Linked DNA regions of Pan troglodytes: region 1 is linked to region 2. A link is a contact called in public Hi-C data. All regions are on one chromosome and are shown on one strand. Each heading gives the region's core, a stretch centred on a gene start, on an enhancer-like site or on the middle of the called end of the contact. The rest is flanking DNA. Distances are from core to core; before and after follow the strand shown. Region 1 holds the start of ZNF706 (zinc finger protein 706). Region 2 has its middle 66 kb from the start of ZNF706.

Region 1 (2,700 bases), core at 165-2,664, 66 kb before region 2:
GCAATAGGCAGCTAACTCCTTCCTGGCTAGTTTAAACAATTCTGTGGTATCTATAGCCCAGTCCAAGTCATTTGGGATATACTAATATTCAGCCAACATTTCCTGGGCACTGCCACGCAAACTTGGGAAACGGCACTACAGGCAAGGTGAGAACAGCCAATGCAAACCCTTTTTTTTTTCCTCCTTTGTCACTAGTAGTTCTAATTAGAAACGAATGTGGCGGGGGTCGGGGGTAAGTATGCACCATAAAGCTGATGTCTAAAGTACTGTTTCCAGATATTCAGCAATTTTAATCATGGTTATAATCGCCATTGCTCTTGTCAGATATTGAAAGTTTGCTGCCACTGCCTGTAAATGGAGAGAGAGCGCGCGCAAAGAACTTTAACCATTCCCCGAAGGATTAGCAACTCAGTACCGTATATTGTTAGCAGTCAAACTAAACCCCTCTGGGAAGCCTGGCCAGCAATTTTTTTTTCTTTTTTTGTTTTGTTTTTTTAGGCAGGGTCTCACTCAGTCGCCCAGGATGGAGTGCAATGGCGCGATCTCGGCTTACCGCAACCTTCACCTCCTGGCCTCAAGCGATTCTCCCACCTCAGCCTCCCGAGTAGCTGGGACTACAGGCGCGGGCCACCATGCTCCACTATTTATTTTATTTTATTTTATTTTTGTGGAGACGTGGGTCTCGCTATGTACTCAGGCTGGTCTGGAACTCCTGGGCTCAAGTGATCCTCCTGCCTTGGGCTCCCAAAGCGCTGAGATTACAGGCGTGAGCCACCGCGCCCGGCCTAGCCAGCAATTTTTAATACGACTTAGGCTTGAATCTTGAACTCACTAAAAGCCCCCAGCTTGGTAAAACACCTGGGGTTTCCAAGGGAGTGAGGTAAAGGGCGGCTGTGAAAGAACAAAGGCTGTGCGTCCGCGTTCAGAGCCGCTGGGCCGCCGGGCTCGCTGGGGGCCGGGGCCGCGGTGTCCTGGGTGGCGGGGCTCCGGGAATGTGACTCAGCCACCGCGGCCCCGCGATCCGCTCCCGGGCCAGCGCCTCAGTCGGTGCCGAGGAGGGCGGCGCCGAGACGGGCGCGTCAGCCTGGGAGGAGCGGGAAAAGGGGCGCAGCGCCTGAGGCCCGGCCGCCGCCCGAGTGGATGAGCGAGCGAGCGACTTGTGAAACACGCCGCGGCCCGGTCACCAACCAGGACCGGGATCACGTGGCTCCCAGGGCTGGGTGAAGAAGCCGCCCGGACCGAGCGCGCCGCAGAGGAGGGGCGCCTGGGGACAGAAGGCGACGTCCCCTGAAGTTTGTGTCAGCCAGGACCCGCCCCCTCGCGCTTATGTAATAGGGGCGCGCTGCCATTGGCCCGCGCGACCAGCCAGGGCGCAGGCGTGCGAGCGGGGTGGGGGCCAGAAGGAGGCAGCCGCAGAAAGGCACATGGGCGGGGCTGCGAGGAGCAGGCGGGGCGGGGGCGCCGAGGAGAGCGGCGCGGCGTGCGCGGGCACGAGGCGTAGTGGCCTCCCCTAAGGCTGAGGCGGCGGCGGGCGCGCGGCGGCGGCGGGCGTGCGAGGTTGTTGTGCTCCCGGCTCTCGTGTTTCCCCTCCTGAGCGGGTGGAGGAGGCCCAAGCGGTGCTGGCCGCGCTCCCCCTTCCTTTCCCTCCGGCGTCCTCTCCCGGCCCTCTCGCGCTGCACTGTCTCTCCGACGCAAGACTGTCCCGGCCCGGGTGAGCGGCAGCGGGGGCGGTGCTGACGCCGCGGGACGCCCGGGAAACGGGGCGGGGGCCGGCCAGCGGGGGGCGGTGGGGACCGTGGGACTCGCCGCGGGTCGCGAGGGGTCGCGGGGGGCGGCAGGGCCCGGCCCGGGGCGGGCCGCGGAAAGGGGGTGAGTTCGGGCGCCTGCCAGGCCCTGCAGGTGGCCGGGTCGCAGGCCAGCCGCGGAAGCGGAGCGGTAACCTTACCCCCGGCGACAACCGCCGGTCGGCTGCCAGAGTGTGGCGCTCCCGGTGGACGCAGGGGCCGGGTTTCGGGCAGTCTCGGCCTCCAGGAGGCGCGTCTTGGTCCAGGGTCCGTGAGGACTGGCTAGATGGGGGCTGCGTGGCCTTTGGTGGCAGGGAGGAGGAGGGGGTCTCCGAGGCGGGAGAGGCGGGTTTGGGAAGGAAGGTGCGCCAGGCTGAAGCTGGGGTCGGAGAAGTGTTGGGTGGAGACCTCACTCTGGGTGCGTTCCTCCTCTCCTCTCCCCAAAACGATGGTGTTAAAAGCTAGGGTCAGGATGTGGAGCGCTGCCTGGGCCTCTTCCTTTCCGATGGTTATGGAGAATGAGCCTACTTCCTGGACCCAAAATCCTTTTCTTCTGTTACTCATTTGTGTTGGTTTTAAAAGGAGCTTTGGGGCAGAGCTTACTTGTTGCCTCCTACGAGAGCGCCTCATTTTAGAACTCGTTTCTTCCACTACTTCCCTCTTTGCAGCCCCCTCGGAAAACCACACTGAGAGTTGCATTAAAAACCAGCATGTAGGTATTTGTAAGTGACTTTTTCCCTCCAGTTTGTCGCATTTAATCAAGGAGCGGTTGTAGCTGCCTACGATTTTGTAGAAAATTGTGTTGGCTTGAGAGCAAGTCCTAAGTTGAGCTGTCCAAAAGCAGGTGGTTGGTTCGTTTGAATTTCTGCTTTCAGAAAGGAAATCGATGGGGCGTGTTGTCAGAAGTTAGGGGCCT
Region 2 (2,700 bases), core at 75-2,574:
AAATAAAGTAAAACTACTTAGACTTCACCTCGGTTGATATAATGTATTGTCAGCATTATTAGATTCAGCCATTTTTGTAACCAATAAGATTTGGGCTTGATGGTGTCTTGTCTTCGCATCTTTTAGCCACTGCAAGTGACGGAGGCTGTCGCTTTGCTAGGATGATTCCTGGGTCTCTCTCAACTATCTTGATGGAATTGCAGGCTGTTGATTCTCTAAAACTGCTTATTCACTGACTCCCTGTCATGCCCACGGTTGACTGATCTCATATGTTACCCTCTTGATTTCTCTCCATTTCACTTGGGGATAAAGTCAGCTTTAGGTAGGACTTTACTTAGTATTTCGGCTCAAACTGAAACCCATTTTCTCAAACTTTTGGCCCTTCTCCTCCGTTTTACTTGGTGATCTCCAGGTTGGAGTAGCTCTTATGGAAATGCTTTCAGTTAAATTTTTTTTTAACTAAAAGATGATTGAAATTATACATGGAATCTTCAATTGTACTTATCCACTTGTTCTGAAGCACATGTAACAGATCCTTCTTTAAGACTGGATATTATCAAGAGCTTGTTTGGAGGTTCTAGCAGGGGAGCGCAGCTACTCTATACCCTTAACCGAAGGCCAGTCGTCCTCTATCGGAGATGGTCGTCCTCTTCCACTGAGCATGCGGCTTCGGGAGGGTGCACATGGAGCAGCAAGGGAGGAAGGAGACACCCGCCTAGCCAGCCAGAGCAGCTGAATCAACCCTGGCAATCAATGGGGTGACAGATGTCTCAGCCAGATCGCCCTCACATCCAAAACTGGATATTATTGAGAACAATAAACCACATTCCCAACCCTCCAGAAAGTGGGGACTTTTTGATCAGTTGGAGGGAAGTGCATTTGAGGAGAGAAGCCACAGTAAATACCCGCACAGGATTAACATAATTCCCAGTGGAAGCAAATGGCCCCTGTGGAGCATATCCGTGTCCCCAAGGAGTCTGTTCCCTTCGCTCTGTCTCTGTGGCCTTGTCATCGCACATTTTCTGAATTCAGCTTACTGTAGGTTTCACAAGACTCTGGTTGCACACTGAGCAGTTAATTTGGATCTCTGGGTTTCCCAACTGGCTAAAGCCACTGCTGCAGCACCATGGAGGGCCGACGGGCAAGCTGGGGAGACACTGCCGCTAGAGGATCACAGAGGGCCTTTGCCATTCTGTGCACTACCGCCAGCAGCTTGGAGTGGGAAGGAGTCTTGATCTTTTGGTTGGTTCTTACGTAGACACCTGATAGGCCTCTTCCTGTTTTGTTCCCTCTTTGCATAGTTTCAGACGAAGCGAAAAAGGGCCCCCGAAGGAGCTTTGCTTACCACTAGAGGGAGGAACACCCCAGGCCCGTGCCGCCTGGAGGACAAGGGCCCGCAGCACAGGAAAAGATTTACCACACTTCCCCCCAGCAACCCTCCTCCCTCCAGCTGGGCAGGAAGCCACCTGCCACAGCAACGGTCACTGCTGGGGTCATACTCTTCGTGTGCATTACATTTCCAGATCTGATTTCTGCGTGAAGCCGCAGCATCCTCCTTGGTGTTCTTTGAAAGCTCTGTGTTTTTCCAGCTGTTCCACAAACCTTTATTGGCCCGGGCTGCCTTGCACATAGCTTCCCAAAATTACTGAGGCTATAGACATTCTTTCCACCAGCAGTATCCGCACTGACCCCTCCACCATTTGTGAATGCAAATCCTTACCCCATCTTATGAGTTTGTCTCACTTCCGGGTATCAAAAAAGCTGTGTGCGTCATTCTCAGCCCGCAGGTAGCACTGGAAAGGGGTCACTAGGCACAGCCGGGTTAACTTCGTCTATTCTGGAATTTCATAGAAATAGAATCACACAAGATGTCCTTTTTCTGTGTGGCTGTGTTTGGCCAACATATTGCCTGTGAAATTCGCCCATGTGATTGTGTGTATCACTTAAGTCATTCTTAAATGTGGTCATTCTTAAATATGGTCAGCAATATTTCACTTATAAACAGACCACAGTTCATTTATTTCCTTATTGATGAATGCTTGGGTTATTTCCAGTTGTTTGTTTGTTTGCTTGCTTGCTTGTTTGTTTGTTTTTGAGACAGAGTCTGTCTGTCGCCCAGGCTGGAGTGCAGTGGTGCGATCTTGGCTCACTGCAAGCTCCGCCTCCTGGGTTCATGCCATTCTCCTGCCTCACTCTCCCAAGTAGCTGGGACTACAGGCGCCCGCCACCACACCCGGCTAATTTTTTGTATTTTTAGTAGAGACGAGGTTTCACCATGTTAGCCAGGATGGTCTCGATCTCCTGACCTTGTGATCCGCCCGCCTCGGCCTCTCAAAGTGCTGGGATTACAGGCATGAGCCACTGCGCCCGGCCTCCAGTTTTTTACTATTTTGAATCAGGCTGCTATGACCATTCTTGTGCAAAGCCTCCTCTGGATGTATGTGTTCATTTATCTTGTGTATATTCCTAGGAGTAGAATGCTTTCCCTGTAAGTGTATGCTTCACTTTATTAGAAACAGCCAGTTTTGACTGGGCATGGTGGTTCACGTCTGTAATCCCAGTACTTTGTGAGACCAAGGTGGGCAGGTCACTTGAGGTCAGGAGTTTGAGACCAGCCTGGCCAGCATGGTGAAACCCCGTCTCAACTAAAAATACAAAAATTAGCCAGGCGTGGTGCTACACGCTTGCAGTCCCAGCTTC

What was found. A called contact is a pair of places that touch in the nucleus more often than the background predicts.
Region 1: a contact with region 2 is called in a Hi-C map of blood, with 2.9 times the contacts expected there. The contact joins the promoter of ZNF706 here to the enhancer-like site in region 2. A contact is called at or near these places in 2 of 7 Hi-C or Micro-C datasets (blood and stem cell-derived neural progenitor cells).

What each region holds. Positions count from the first base shown.
Region 1 is chr7:111,443,254-111,445,953 of NHGRI_mPanTro3-v2.0_pri, reverse strand. ZNF706 (zinc finger protein 706) reads left to right here and starts at 1,414. Exons shown (of 4, transcript NM_001252527.2): 1 at 1,414-1,711.
Region 2 is chr7:111,377,530-111,380,229 of NHGRI_mPanTro3-v2.0_pri, reverse strand. No RefSeq gene overlaps it. Among named protein-coding and RNA genes, the nearest start is that of ZNF706, 66 kb to the left of the region's middle. Within about 2 kb of position 1,324, at least 7 of the 24 cell types and tissues checked have an H3K27ac peak or open chromatin away from gene starts, as enhancers often do.